Linked DNA regions of Capra hircus: region 1 is linked to region 2. The links are chromatin contacts, called in public Hi-C maps. All regions are on one chromosome and are shown on one strand. Each heading gives the region's core, a stretch centred on a gene start, on an enhancer-like site or on the middle of the called end of the contact. The rest is flanking DNA. Distances are from core to core; before and after follow the strand shown. Region 1 holds the start of CREBBP (CREB-binding protein). Region 2 overlaps TRAP1 (heat shock protein 75 kDa, mitochondrial).

The links. Hi-C and Micro-C count contacts between places; a contact is called where the count stands out from the background.
Region 1: a Hi-C map of blood shows a contact between it and region 2, with 4 times the contacts expected there. The contact joins the promoter of CREBBP here to the enhancer-like site in region 2. A contact is called at or near these places in 2 of 5 Hi-C or Micro-C datasets (both in blood).

Annotation. Positions count from the first base shown.
Region 1 is chr25:3,089,252-3,096,620 of ARS1.2, forward strand. It overlaps CREBBP (CREB-binding protein), which reads right to left and starts at 1,696. Exons shown (of 31, transcript XM_018040244.1): 1 at 784-1,696. The coding sequence starts at 868.
Region 2 is chr25:2,934,430-2,941,817 of ARS1.2, forward strand. The region is part of intron 1 of TRAP1 (heat shock protein 75 kDa, mitochondrial); the gene reads right to left. Among named protein-coding and RNA genes, the nearest start is that of TRAP1, 26 kb to the right of the region's middle. Within about 2 kb of position 1,347, at least 1 of the 5 cell types and tissues checked has an H3K27ac peak or open chromatin away from gene starts, as enhancers often do.

The DNA.
Region 1 (7,369 bases), core at 446-2,945, 160 kb after region 2:
ATAATTTATATATATACATATATATATGTACATTGTAAGAACAACACAAGCTCCCCTGGAGACTGCAGTCCAGATGAATCTGCTGTTTAACTTTCTTCCGAAGTTATACACGTGAAATTAACACTCCACAGCAACTTTTATGACATCTTGCTAAGAAGTTCTGGGTTGCGAAAAATGGAATGGCTTAGGTGACCAGCGACAAGAGTTTTCAAAATAGCACTAAGCATTTTCCCAGGAAGCACATTCCAAGAAACTTATAAGTCGTAACTCACGGGCTGGCTGCTGTTAGGAAAGTCCTCTGGTCGCAGCCTTGTGTATATGTTACCGATTCAGAAAACACTTCGGGATTCCTTTCGGCAGCACTATTTCCTTCTCTCACTAGCCAGCGTACCCTCCGCTGTCATCTCTCCAGCCAGCCACGCTTGTGTGGACGGACACACGGCGGCAGTGGGAGGCAGACGGAATCACCACGCAGAATACACACGCTCCACTTTACTTTTCCTCCCTGGAAGTACCACTCAGTCTCCCGGCGAGGAGGGCTCTCCAGCTCCGGGCGATCCAAGCGCACCGGGCATGTGCCGCCCCACTCGGGCCCCATGACAGTCTTCCGACAAACTTCCCCCTCGGCGGCGGGGGTCCGGGGGAAGGGGCTGCGCGGGCCTTCGCTCCGCGGGCCCCGCACAGCCCGCAGCCGAGTTGGGGTCTCCCGGGGGCACTCACCTCCGTATGGGGCTGACAAGCAACCCCTGGGACCCCGGCCCCCCGCCCCGGCCCCCGTCTCACCTGTGCTGTCATTCGCCGAGAAGCCGGGCGAGCTGAGTTTGGCTCGTTTGGGGTTGGGCGGTCCGTCCAGCAAGTTCTCGGCCATTTTCACCTGCTCGCGAAAACAGCCCCGAGCGCGGGCGGCCGGGTCGGCGAGAGCTCCGGGGCTGGGGTCGGCGCCGGCCCCGGCCGGCTGCGAGGGGAGAGGAGCGAGCGCGAGCCGCGAGCGAGCGCCGAGGGAGAGGGAGGGCGCAGGGCCGGGTGGGGGAGGCGGCGGCCAAATCTCAGCCACAGCAACAGCGCCCCGCAGCGCTCACCGCCCGCCCCCGGCCGCCGCCGCCGCCGCCGCCGCCGCCGGCCGCGGCCCCCTCATCCCCTGCCCGCCTCCCGAGCGCGACACTCCGCGGCGGGGGCGCCCCGGCGGCCCGGCGGCCCCCCCGGGCCCGGCTGGCAGCGACAGCGCCCGGCCGGGCGGCTCAGGCAGTCCCCGGGAACATGGTGCCGCCGCCGCGCCGCCGCCTCGCTCCCCCCCCCCCCGCGCCCCACTTAATTAATTCGCTCGCGGCCCGACTACCGGGGGGCTCCGGGCTCCGCTCCCCGCCCGCGGCCCGCCGCCGCCGCCGTAAGGAAAAACAATGCGCGAAGCGGGGCCGCCGCCGCCGCCGCCGCGGCCCCCCCACCCCCCGTTCCGCCGCCGCCGCCGCCGCCGCCGCTGCCGCCGCCGCCGCCGCCGCCGCCGCGGCTCCGGGAGGCCGAGCCGAGAGGCGAGCGGGGCCGCCGGAGCGGGCGCCGAGGGCCGGGCGGAGCGGGCCGGCCGGGCGGAGCGGGGTGCGCGGGCGGTTGTGGGGCCCGGGACCGGCGGGGCCGAGTAGATCGCGCTCGAAGCCCCGGTCGGGTCCGCGACAAGATGGCGGCTGTTGATTCCTCAATTAAAAAAAAAAGAAAGTTTTTTTTCTTCTCTTTCCAGAGCCTGAACGGGGAGGGGGAGGGGGCGGGGCACGCCGGTGCGTCACCCCCCCGCGGCGTCACTACGCACGGCCCCCGCCCCGCCCCCTCCACCTGCGCCGGCCGCGGCGGAAAGAGCCGAGCGCGCTCGGACGGAAAGGGCCGAAGGCGCGGTTGCCGTGCGTCGTGCCGCCGGGCGGAGGGGCGGCCGGGCTGCCGGGCGGGGGCCGGGCCTGCGGGGCGCCGGGCGCCGGCACCGCCGCCACTTTTGTTCTGACGGCGACTGGGTGGTGAGAGCTCTGGCTGCGGCCTGGCCTCAAGCTGGGCCCCTGGACGTGGAGTCGGCTCTGACAGGGCCCGCCTGTCCCGCAGGGCGACTCTGCTCGGTCCCGGCTTCTCTCCCCGCTGCCCCGCGACTAGGCCTGGCCACTTCCCCTTGCCGGATGCCAGCGATGTATCGTGGCCTCTGCAGGTTACACATTGCCCTCTGGTTCGCCTGCGAGCGGGTGCAGTGGGGAAACTGAGGCAGGAAGTGGCGGGGCCGGAATTCGAACGCCCCCACGAGATGTGAGGGGCGTCGCCAGGCTTCTGAGCCCCTGTTCCGCAGCCCGATGCCCCGGGGGCGCCAGGTGCGACACCCTCCACCTGCCTCGGGGTGGTGAGCGCTGTCCTCCAGCCGGGCGCGCTCAGCCTGTCCCAGGCCCAGAAGGCCCCATTACATCAGGGCTTAGGGCCTCGACGGCCTTGGTGCGCTACCCTCGCCGCCCCCCGACAACCTCCTGGAGCCCTCAGGTGCTCCAGACAGGTGTGGGGTCCCAGGGGGATCGGCCCGCCTGGCCACTCCCCACAGGATGGTTCCACAAAAATCTGAGGTGTTCACACATCTCGGTTCTTTTTATCTGCTTCTCAAAACTTGCCAGCGCTTCATCCGAAGCCCTTATCTGAAAGGTATCACCAGCAACCTGTTCCCTAAGCCAGAATTCTGTGAGTCAGCGCCGACTCCTCCCTCCCTCTCCACCCACCGAGCAACCTGCCTCCCAGGTCCTTTACCTGGGCAAACCGCTCTTCCTCCCACTCCCCGGCTCCAATGGCATCTCCCCACTAAGCGTCCCTTGAAAACTATATTTCTCCCCACTCAGCACCAGAGTTAACTTCTTGGAAAGAGAAAAAAACTCTGCTTCAAAGAAACAGCATTTATATAGTGTCTGTGATGGTCTTCAAGTGTTAAGACTGAGTGATCTCACTTTCCTGTACCCGCAAAAACTAATACAACATAGTAAAGCAACTATACCTCAACTAAAAAAAAAAAAAAAAAGACTGAATGATCTTTCTACTTTTTTCTGTTTATGTATATTGTTCAAAATCTTGACTGCCCCCCTTTGCATCCCTCTTCCATTATCCATGCCTCACTCCATCCTTACTTCCCCCACACCCACACAATCACTAGGAAGTTCTTACCACTCAGACCTCTTCATACTTTTGCAACTGCTGTCCCCTGTGCTGAGAATACATATACCTGGCAAACTAACTAATGCCAAGACCCGGTTCAAATATCACCTGCTCCAGGAAGCCCTCCCAGCCCAGTTTAGAGCTCCCACAGCACTTGTGGGCATACTTCTGTGAAGGTATACCACATACATGCTCAATTTTTATCCTTCCTGTTTTTGTTTACCAAATATCCCTTGAGAATCTCCTGAGGGCATTGCCACTGCACTAACTTCTTGGGCAAAGAATAAAGAAAGAAATCCCCATCTATTCAAAGAGGCCAAACAGCAAGTCCTGGAAATCAGAAACAAACATTCAAGAAGTCACTGCATAAGAAGGCAGGAGGTGTTTAGAGTCACAGAGTAACACAGGGGACAGCAGCAGCCTGTATCTGAATGTGCCTGTGTGTCCCTCTCACCACAAGTCTGGGAGCCCTGTGAGGACGAAGGCCAGGTCTTCACAGCACAGTGCCCTGCAGGAGGCAGGTTTGTAAAATTTGATGAATGAATGAATGAACAGTGTCAGGCTCCCCTGAGGCCTAGAGGTCTCAAGGACACTGAGAAGGTTGGATTCCAGCCTGAAGCAGCTCCAGGCCATTTCCCCACAGAGGGGACAACATGTCAGGTCACTTAGAGGCCTCAGCCAGGGCCTGCTTGGGTCAGTAGGAATACCTCCAGGCCCTTAGAATTCCTGGGTAAATGGTTTACACAACAGTGGGCACATGAGCTTGTGCCATCCTCGCACTCCCAGAGGGGGAAATGGAGGGCACTTGTCCCTAAGACTCAGGTAAGTGACCTGGACGTGTCAGGCCTGAGCCTGAAACACAGGTCTTCAAACCCCATGTTCTGGCCTCCCAGCCCTGAAACATACCTGCTCTACAGCCCTTTTTCTGTCTCACTTGTATCCTTTTGTTCCATTCCTCTGGTATTTCCTGATATCTGCTGTTTCTTTCCTTTCTACATCTTCTCCCCTTAGTCTGACTCTTGTCAAAGAACACAGCATTCAGACATGGGTGGGGGAACAGCACGGGAGGAAGTATGGCTCCCGCCTGCCCACCTTAGCCCGGGATCAAGGTTGACACAGACAAAAGGGACCCAGCAGTGTTGAGTGTCTTCTGTATCCCAGGCCGCCCTGCCATATGCTCCACTCAGATCAGCACTTCCCACAACCCTGGATGGAAACATCACTGTCCTCTTTTTACAGAGGAGGGAATAAGGCCCAGAAGAGAGCCACTCAGTCACTAAGGGGCTCCACAGGGTTGCAGACATGAGCCTGCCTGCTCTCTCCAGTCTCAGAGGCCATGTCACCAAGGAATCCCCATTTACAGGATGCTTCAGGGCGCAGGAGAGGAGCAAGAGGTAGAAACAGATCAGGAGAGGTTTACCTGGGAAAAGTTCGTTCACATCCATCAACTGATGAATGGATAAATGTAATGTGTTATAGCCACACAATGGAGTATTATTCAGCCACACAAGGAATTCAGAATGGACACAGCTACAAGATGGACGGACCTCGAGAAAGTGATGCTCAGTGAAAGAAGACAGTCATCAAAAGACTGTATATTGTATGATTCCACTTATTCAGATGTCCAGAATAGGTAAATCCACAGACACAGGAAGTAGATTCGCTGTTGTGGGGGATTGCTGGGGAGAGGGGGAGACAGTGAATGGTAGCCAAAAAATACGGGGTTTGTGTTAGGGTTATGAAAATGCTCCAAAGTTGATGATGATGGTGGTTCACAACTCAGAACTGAAAACCACTGCAATCTACACTTTGGGTGAATCACAGGGTACATGACCTCTGTCTCAACCAAGCTGGTTAACAGCCTGGTTTGGGAAGAAGGAAGAGAGACAAGGAAAGACAGAGGGAGGCAGGTGCTCCCAGCAGAAGCACAAAAGTCTCCGGCCAGTTGGGACAGTGCAAAGGGGATCTGTGTGGTGGCACCAAGGGAAAAGGTCCAGGGGTGGGGCTGGATTTCCCAATTAGGGGCTGCGGGGTGAACTCAGAGGGAAAAAGACCGAGACCGAGATTCACAGGCTGGAGTGGAGAGAGAGGCTGTTCATGAAGGAGAACTGAGGAATGCGCGACTCGGGCTCCTGCCTCGGACCCCAGCGGACACTCATGCTCAGCGGGCCCCAGAGAGAGGCTGCAAACTTGTCTCTACTCCAGCTCCGCCACATGTGCCCCGCTTCCTGGGAACGGGTCCTGACTCTCTTCTGGAGGTCTTAGGGTGGCTTCCCACTGTTCCCTTTCCTGAACCTTTAATCCCTGCCTCCCCCAGGGGCTTCTGCTCCTCCATGAATGTACAATCTTTGCAACCAGCCCTGACTCTGCCCCTTCTCCTCCACTCCCAGTCAAGATGCTGGGCCCAGTTGTCTACACTGACCTGACTCACTTCTCCCATTCACCACTTTAATTTTTATTCAATGAAAACTATCAAAGAAGTTACAAAAAATAATGCATAGATATTCCTGTCTATGTTGTTAAGGTAGGCACTATTAACATTTTACCACATCAGCTTCAGGCCTTTATTTTACTTATTTATATAAGGAATCACATGTCAGACATAGAACTAAAGCCTCCATTTCCTCTCCCCCAAAGCCACCACTTTCTTGAAGTTGGTGTATATGGTTACCACATGAGATGTGTTTTGGGGGGATTTTTGGCCATGCTATGTGAAAAAAAGCAGAGACATTACTTCGCCAACAAAGGTCCGTCTAGTCAAGGCTATGGTTTTTCCAGTGGTCATGTATGGATGTGAGAGTTGGACTGTGAAGAAAGCTGAGCACCGAAGAATTGATGCTTTTGAACTGCGGTGTTGGAGAAGACTCTTGAGAGTCCCTTGGACTGCAAGAAGATCCAACCTGTCCATTCTAAAGGATATCAGCCCTAGAGTATTCTTTGGAAGGAATGATGCTAAAGCTGAAACTCCAGTACTTTGGCCACCTCATGCAAAGAGTTGACTCATTGGAAAGACTCTGATGCTGGGAGGGATTGGGGACAAGAGGAGAAGGCAACGACAGAGGATGAGATGGCTGGATGGCATCACCGACTCGATGAACGTGAGTTTGAGTGAACTCCGGGAGATGGTGATGGACACGGAGGCCTGGCGTGCTGCAATCCATGGGGTCGCAAAGAGTCAGACACGACTGAGCGACCGAACTGAATTGAACTGAACTGAACTGATGTGGCATATGGGATCCTAGTTTTCCTGTGGGAACCTGTGCCCCCTGCCTTGGGAGCGCAGCGTCTCATCCACTGGACTGATAGGGAAGTTGTCAAGATGTATTTTTACTGAGTATTTTTACTCAGTTGAACCAAGTGAAATTGTCAATACCTGACAGTTTCTGATCCCTTCACCGCCCCCAACAAATTAATATGGTTCATCCAAATATGACTTGTGCATCCAAGTCTTTTAGCCTCTCAAATTGAAATTGTATTCATTAAACAATAACTCCCCATTCCCTGATCTTCCAGCCCCTGGCAACCATCATTCCACTCCAAGGTTCATCTGCATGTTGTAGCAGGTGTCAGGAATTCTTTCCTTTTTGAGGCTGAATAATATTCCATTGTATTTATGTATCAGGCTTCCCTGGAGACTCAGCAGTAAAGACTCCACCTGCAATGCAGGAGACTGTCTGCAGTGCAGGAGACGCGGGTTCAATCCCTGGGTCAGGAAGAACCCCTGGAGATGGAAATGGCAACCCAGTCAAGTATTCTTGTCTGGGAAGTCCCATGGACAGAGGAGCCTGGTGGGCTACAGTCCACAGGGTGGCAAGAGTCTGACATGACTTAAGGACTAAATGACAACCACCACACCACTTATATATTTAACTCCACACTTCACGTATCCACTCATCCTCTGATGGTTGTCTAAGATGCTTCCACATTCTGGCTGTTGTGAATAATGCAAAGTTTACAAATAACTCAAGATCCTGCTCTGTCTTACTCCTCACTCCATTCAGGCTGCTAGAACAAAATACCATAGACTGAATGATTTATGAACAACAGAATTTTTTTTCTCATAGTTCTGGAGGCTGGAAGTCCAAGATCAAGGTGACAGTGGTTTTGGTGTCTGCTGAGAGCCTGCTTCCCGATTCATAGATGGCTGTCTTCTTGCTCTGTTCACACATGGCAGAAGGGGTAAAGGAGTTCTCTGGGGCTTCTAACCCCCTGA
Region 2 (7,388 bases), core at 97-2,596:
CACATTCCTACAAGGTGTAAATATCTGCCTTCTGTTTAAGCTTATTTTTGGATTTATAGATAACACACACTTTAGCCTTTACCTATATGAGGAATACCTTTAAAACCAGCCTAACTTAGAAAACATTCAGTTTCCAGATAGCTTGAATATTTAATTCTCTGGCCTAGCTGCACTGTTCACTTAATCCATACAGCTAACCCGTTCCCCCTAAAAAACTGGGTATTTCTTCTGGAATTAAGTGGCATTTGGTTATAGCATTCAAGTCTGCACCAGCCCAGGCAGGGCTGCTGGGGTCCCCATGGTCCCAGATGGCGCTGACGCAGGACGTACGACGCCAGCAGACTGTGTGACCCACACCGTCTCCCCTCCCGGGACAGTGCTCCTGGCTCCCCACAAAAGCTGGGGACCCTCTGCTTTAAACTGAGGGGACTTCAGGCTGAAATCAGTGAGGGATGCGAGACCTGGCTGGGCCTCAGGATGCAGTGTGGACTCAGCTCTCCGTGGAGCATCGCCCTCCACGTACGAGCACTTGGACCACTGAAACTGGGAGTGACGGGGAGGCCCCCAGAGGAAGGTGGGAGGCAGCCCCGGAAGCACAGACTGGCAGTGTTCCTGATGCTTCCACGTAAAAAGTCCGAGGACACTGAAAGTATTTTAGAGATTCTTACATCAAACCGCTTCCTGTTCAGGGGCCTCAGGAAAGGACAGAGAGAGAGAGAGCGAGCGAGCCTGTGTGTCTGTCTGTGTGTCTGTGTGTAAAGGACAGTGTGTGTGTCTGTCCGTGTCTGTCCGTGTATGTGTCTCTGTGTGTGTGTAAAGGACAGTGTGTGTGTGTGTGTCTGTGTATGTGTCTCTCAGTTGTGTAAAGGACAGTGTGTGTGTCTGTCCGTGTGTGTCTGTGTCTGTGTGTAAAGGACAGTGTGTGTGTGTCTGTATGTGTGTCTGTGTGTGTAAAGGACAGTGTGTGTGTGCGTGTGTGTGTAAAGGGCTGTGTGTGTGCGTGCACACGTGTGGTGTCCCAGGGCGCCTCCTTCCAGCAGTGGCTCGCAGGCGCGCTGACCCTGGCCCGAGCCTCCCCAGCTCCTCCGCCGCCCTTGCCCTGGCATACCCAGGGTCCTTGGCCTTCCAGGTGGCCCCCTGCCTGCACACTGCTCCATGCAACCTGTCCCATCTCTTAAACTCAACACCTTCATCTTCTGATACAAACTCCATCTTGGTATTTCTGATTTCAGGGGACTCATTCCTGAACACAACCCCACCAACTCCAAGGGCCTCAGGCTGGCCTTCCAGGACCCCACCAAGCAGCACCCAAGACCTCCAGGGCGCACCCCTTCGTCCCGGCCCACAGGCCTGCAGCCGCCCACCCTGGGGAAGGAGCCCTGGCCACAGCCCTGCCCTGCTTCCTGTCCTACCCCCTGCTCAAAGGACTCGGTCCTTTTCTCATCATCTGCCTCTTGGTCCTGTCAGGAAAGAACAGGTCACATTCCCTCACGCCCAGTTGTAAGCCATCTTCATCCCCAAAGAAAACCAGAAATCACACGAAACTGAACAATTCAGTGGATAACAGCGCCTCTCCTTTCAGACCCCCAGGAACTACCTGTTTTAAACCTGCTCCCAGACTGGGGAAGGGGCTGTTGGATTATGACCGGCACACTTTATTTCCAGTCTTCTGTGCATAAATATTTTTATCAAGAACACATCTTACGGCTTCCCTGGTGGCTCAGTGGTAAAGAATCCACCTGCTAACGCAGGAGACATGGGTTTGAGCTCTGGTCCAGGAAGATCCCACACACCGAGGGGCAACTAAGCATGTGTCCAACTATTCAGCCCGTGCTCTAGAGCCCAGGAGTCGCAACTGAGCCACGTGCCACAAGTACTGAAGTCCACGCACCCTGGAGCCCGAGCTCTGAAATGAGAAGCCACTGCAATGAGAAGCCCGCACGTCACAACTAGAGTAGCCTCCGCACTCCACAACTAGAGAAAAAGCCACGCAGCAACAAAGACCCAGCACAGCCAAAACTAAACAAGTAAATGACATTTTAAAGAAAGAACACATCTTAGGAACTGCTCTGTTTTAGTACATATAAAGCTGCTTATTCTTTTTAATGAACAAATAATAATCCACTGTACTGAATGAGTATTTAGTGTTCAACTGATGGATGTTTAAACTGTTTCCTGTGCTGTTGGAAACAATGCTCCAGGTGATCAAGAGTTATCTATCGCACATTTACCCTTCATGGAAGAAAGAGATACAGGGAAATATCCACGTTTCCACTCGTTTGTGCAAAAGCAACAGGAAGGATAAACCAGAAGCTAATGAGATTGTGTATTCAATTCCTAAGGCTGTCATAACAAGGGACAGGGTGGCTTACAACCACAGAAACTTCCTCTCTCCTGGTTCCAGAGGCCAGAAGTGCAAAACCAAGGTGCCGGCAGGGCCGAGTCCTCCCGGGGCCCCGAAGGGCAGTCTGTCCACACCTCCCCCGGGCTCGTGGCTGCCTCGCCCCCATCTCTGCCTTTGTCCTCACACAGCCTCTCTTTCCTGAGGGTCTCCTCTGTGTCCAAATTTCTCTCCTGGGTCGCCGGTTATACTGGGTTTGGGGCTCACTCTAACCCAATATGACCTCATCTTATTATATCGACAAAAACCCTCTTTCCAAATAAGGTCACGTTCACAGATGAGGGCGTGCACACATCTCTGGGGCACACGATTTAAACCACAAGAAACTGGGTACCCGGGCTGTTTGCCTCCTGGGGCTGCTGTGGCAGAGCACCCCGACGAGGCCACGGAAACAACAGAAGTCTACCTCCTCCCGGCTCTGAAGGCTGAAGGAATAAAGCCCAAGCGCTGGCGGGGCTGCAGGGGAACCCGCTCTACCTGCTCCCCCGCCTCGGGGGCCTCAGGGCACCTCAGCTGGGAGACGGCGGTGTCCTCCTCTGCTCGTGTCTGCCCCTGGGTTGGAATTCCCTTTTATAAGGACACATCATAGTGGATCACGGCCCATCCTAGCGATCTTTAACTGGATCTTTGGCAAAGACGCCATTTTCAAACAGGATCGTGTTCACAGGTTCTGGGGTCAGAATTTCACCATCTTTGGGGGACTTGTGATTTGACCCATAACAGATGTGTGGGACTAGAATGGAGAAAGGAAGGGTGGGGATGAGGGAGCAGAGCTGAGGGGAAATGACATTTCTGAGCATCCTCTTCCCTCCTGACTCTCAGAACCACGGTCGTGTTTCACAAACCCAAAGAGTAAATAGTTAAGAGCAACCAGAGTGTGTGGAGAACATAAAAGGAAGCGCAAACAGGAGCAAGCACGCACAGCTGCCCGATGACTAACACAGCCGCCCTGAGAGAGCCCACCTAAGTCACGTGGCGGGGGGTCAAGGGCACAGAGCCCCCCACCCCGTGAAGGTGAGAACCCAAGCATGGCCCTCCAGTTGGCCCTCCAACGCAACCACATCCACACTCGTGGATTCCACCCAGCTGTGGACTGTGCAGTACTGCAGTCCCTACTCACGGGTAAACACAAGGGGACCCTCGCAGTTCAAAGGGGGCTCTTCAAGGGTTAAGCGTACACTGGAAAGCTAGGCTCACAAAGGACAGCATACAGTCACTGCAGCAGCAGCAGCAGCCCAAGCGCGGAGCACAAGTCAAGGGCGGGGAAGCCAGGGTGAGCCTGTCATGCTGCAAGTGGAGGCACCAGTGTAGCGTAGACATAAACGTCACGGTGCATACAAGTGTGTGACGACACACACACGTGCACCTGCTGACTCCGTCCAGGAACAGGCCCAGCGGCAGCGGCACCGCGCAGCAGAGGGAGCGAGCGGCCAGCCTGGCCTGCTCCCAGGAGATGCTTCAGCCTGGGCAAACAGGCGGGCGGCCGCCCTCCCTGGCACTCAGACCTCTAGTGTGCAATGCCTTTCGCCCACAGAAGAAACCGAGGCCACCGGAGAACACACTGGATGAGCCTGGAATGCCTGGGGCGCCAGAGGCGGTGACGGGACACGCCAGGAGGGCAAAGGCTCCCAGTGCTGAAACCCAGGACAACCTGGGCAACACAGCAGTGACGGTGGACTGGCAGCAGGCGAACAGAAGAGACGCGAGTCCGCACTCACAGAAACAGTCAGCGGAGGAGAGGCCCTCTTCCTGACAGCAGCAGAAGTTTAAGAGGAATCATGAGAGCAGGCCACCGCCGCCCGGCAGGTGACAGTCCAGACGGCAAGGGGCGGCCACCAAGCAGAAACCTGCAGGATCGCAGCGTGCCCGCCCACCCCGGCTTCGAAGACAAGAAACGGCACTTCACGGTGCAATAAGTGGCAGATCAGCTTTAACTGAGTGGCCACAGCCGTCGTCACCATCAGGAATGAGACGTGTCCACACAGCAACTCCTGGTGGCGTGAGAGGGCACAGGCTGTTGTCTGTTGTGTTCTCACCAAAACCACACCTCAAGCCAATCAAGAAACCACCAAACACCGATAGAAGGAAACCCTCTAAAGAAACGGGCCGGGACTCTTCCAAAGTGTCGCGATCCTGAAGGAACAACACAGGCAGAAGAGACACAAGTACACAGTATGGAGGGTCCTGGGCCAGCAAAGGACGTGGGTGGGAAACCAGCAAAAGCCCAGTGAGACTGGCGTATGGCTGAGCAGCACTGTGTCATGTTATTTCAGTTTCCAATAATTACACCACAGCCATCAAAGATACTAGTATTAGGGGAAACTAGGGGAAGACTAAGTACTATTTCTATAACATCTCTGTAAAGTACACAATATTTCAAAATCCTACTGCCAAGATGGCGTTGTTATGAAACTTTTGGATCTTTGCTTATTAGTCAGGTAAAAACTTTAGTGTAGTTTTTCTATTTCTCTCCTATTACATTTCTCTTATGAGTAAGACTGAACATCTACTCATATTTTAAAATATTTTCTATTTCCTTTTTCATTAATGGACTGTTGATACGCTCTGATCATTTTCCACTACATTGTTCCTTATTGATTTGTAAGAACTCTTTATATATTAAGGGAATTAGTCTTTTTGTTTGAAAAGGACTTCCTTGCCCAGCAATCCCACTGCTGGGCATACATACTGAGGAAACCAGAATTGAAAGAGACACGTGTACCCCAATGTTCATCGCAGAACTGTTTATAATAGCCAGGACATGGAAGCAGCCTAGATGTCCATCAGCAGATGAATGGATAAGAAAGCTGTGGTACATATACACAATGGAGTATTACTCAGCCATTAAAAAGAATACATTTGAATCAGTTCTAATGAGGTGGATGAAACTGGAGCCTATTATACAGAGTGAAGTAAGCCAGGAAGAAAAACACCAATACAGGATACTAACGCATATATATGGAATTTAGAAGGATGGTAACTATATCCCTGTATGCGAGACAGCAAAAGAGACACAGATATATAGAACAGTCTTTTGGACTCTGTGGGAGAGGGAGAGGGTGGGAGGATTTGGGAGAATGGCATGGAAACATGTATAATATCACGTTAAGAAACAAATCGCCAGTCTAGGTTGGATACAGGATGCTTGGGGCTGGTGCACTGGGATGACCTAGAGAGATGGTAGGGGAGGGAGGAGGGAGGGGGGTTCAGGATTGGGAACACGGGTACACCAGTGGCAGATTCATGTTGATCTATGGCAAAACCAATACAGTATTGTAAAGTATAAAAAAAAAAGGAACGGACTTCCTTGTTTCAAGATTACATTTCCCATGTCTTATTTTTCCTATTCCTTTTGTTTTCCACGTAATATTCAGAATATTTTTGAGTATTTAATATGTTGTTTATGACTGGAATAATATAAATCCTCAGAGTTGAGAAAAGAGAAAAAAGAAAAAAAAGCAACCCATATATTCAACCAGGATTCTAAGACTTTCCCTTAGATCCCAAGATTACAGTGCTGTCAAGAGCAGGTCTGATTTCAGGTTAACTGAACTTTCTTCAGGCTTCTCCAGTGGTCACACATGGGTGTGAGGGCTGGACTGTAAAGAAAGCTGAGCGCCGAAGAATTGATGCTTTTGAGCTGTGGTGTTGGAGAAGACTCTTGAGAGTCCCTTGAAGTGCAAGGAGATCCAGCCAGTCCATCCTAAAGGAGATCAGTCCTGAATATTCATTGGAAGGACGGATGCTGAAGCTGAAACTCCAATACTTTGGCCACATGATGTGAAGAACTGACTCACTGGAAAAGGCCCCGATGCTGGGAAAGATTGAGGGCAGGAGGAGAAGGGGACGACAGACGATGAGATGGTTGGATGGCATCACCAACTCGATGGGCACGAGTCTGAGTAAACTCCGAGAGTTGGAGACGGGCAGGGATTTGCAGTCCATGGGGTCACAAAGAGTCAGACATGACTGAGTGACTGAACTGACTGAACTGAACTTTCTACAATGATTTTAAGAATAAACCAACAGTGCAATAAGCCTGCCTGAACCAGATACAAACACACTCTGTCCTCACGCTCCCCCTATACCCTAAGGGAAAAAGCACAAACCTCAGTGTCAGGCTACAACATCTGAATCTGTTTGGTGGTTTGGGATCACCGAATGGGAAGCACAGACGGTGTGACTCTGACACACATCCTCCAGTGCTCACACTGCCTCCTCTACCTGCCATTTCTTTCCACCTAAACTGCTTCAGGACCCAGTGTGAGGCCCCCTACTTTCATCAGGCCTCCCTCCCAGTACACAGTAATCTCTCTCTACTATAAATCAGAGCACTTATTTTCCATGCCACTAACTTAAAACTTGTTACAAGCCAGTCTGTGTAAGTTCTTCTATCAACTTTTTCGTAATATATAACATCTCACTGAATTAGGGCAGGAACAAGCTTATATCGCTTAGTGTCAAAGGCAAGAACATCCATATTTCTCTACAGGCCAAAGCATCCAGATGCAGAAGAATGTTTTTTTTTAAGTCTTGAAACTTTTTATCAACAAAAACATGACTACAGTCAAGCAGAAGCACATTCAATCAGCCAACAGATGGCGGTAGTGATCCTGCAAGGCCATTCCGACTAGTAAGCAGCAACTGAAAATGCACCTGCCAGTAGGGGTTCATGAAGCAAGGCACCTGAGTCAAAACACACCAGGTATATTCTTTTGCTTTGTTTTCTTTAAAAAAAAACTATCTTTCTTATACATCAGCCATAGTTTCACTATGGTTTTGCTTCATAATGGCCTCTAAGTTACATACTTTAGATACACGCACACTATTTTAAGCTCTGAGAAATGGACTGATTGTTGTTCTGGAATTACATATCCGCAAATCTCCCACTTTCTCAAGTGTGATGTGGCTAAGACAATTTCACTTCTGTCTTTACTGCGTGGAGTGCCACTTCCTGTATGGCTGACGTGTATCCGATCAACCACGA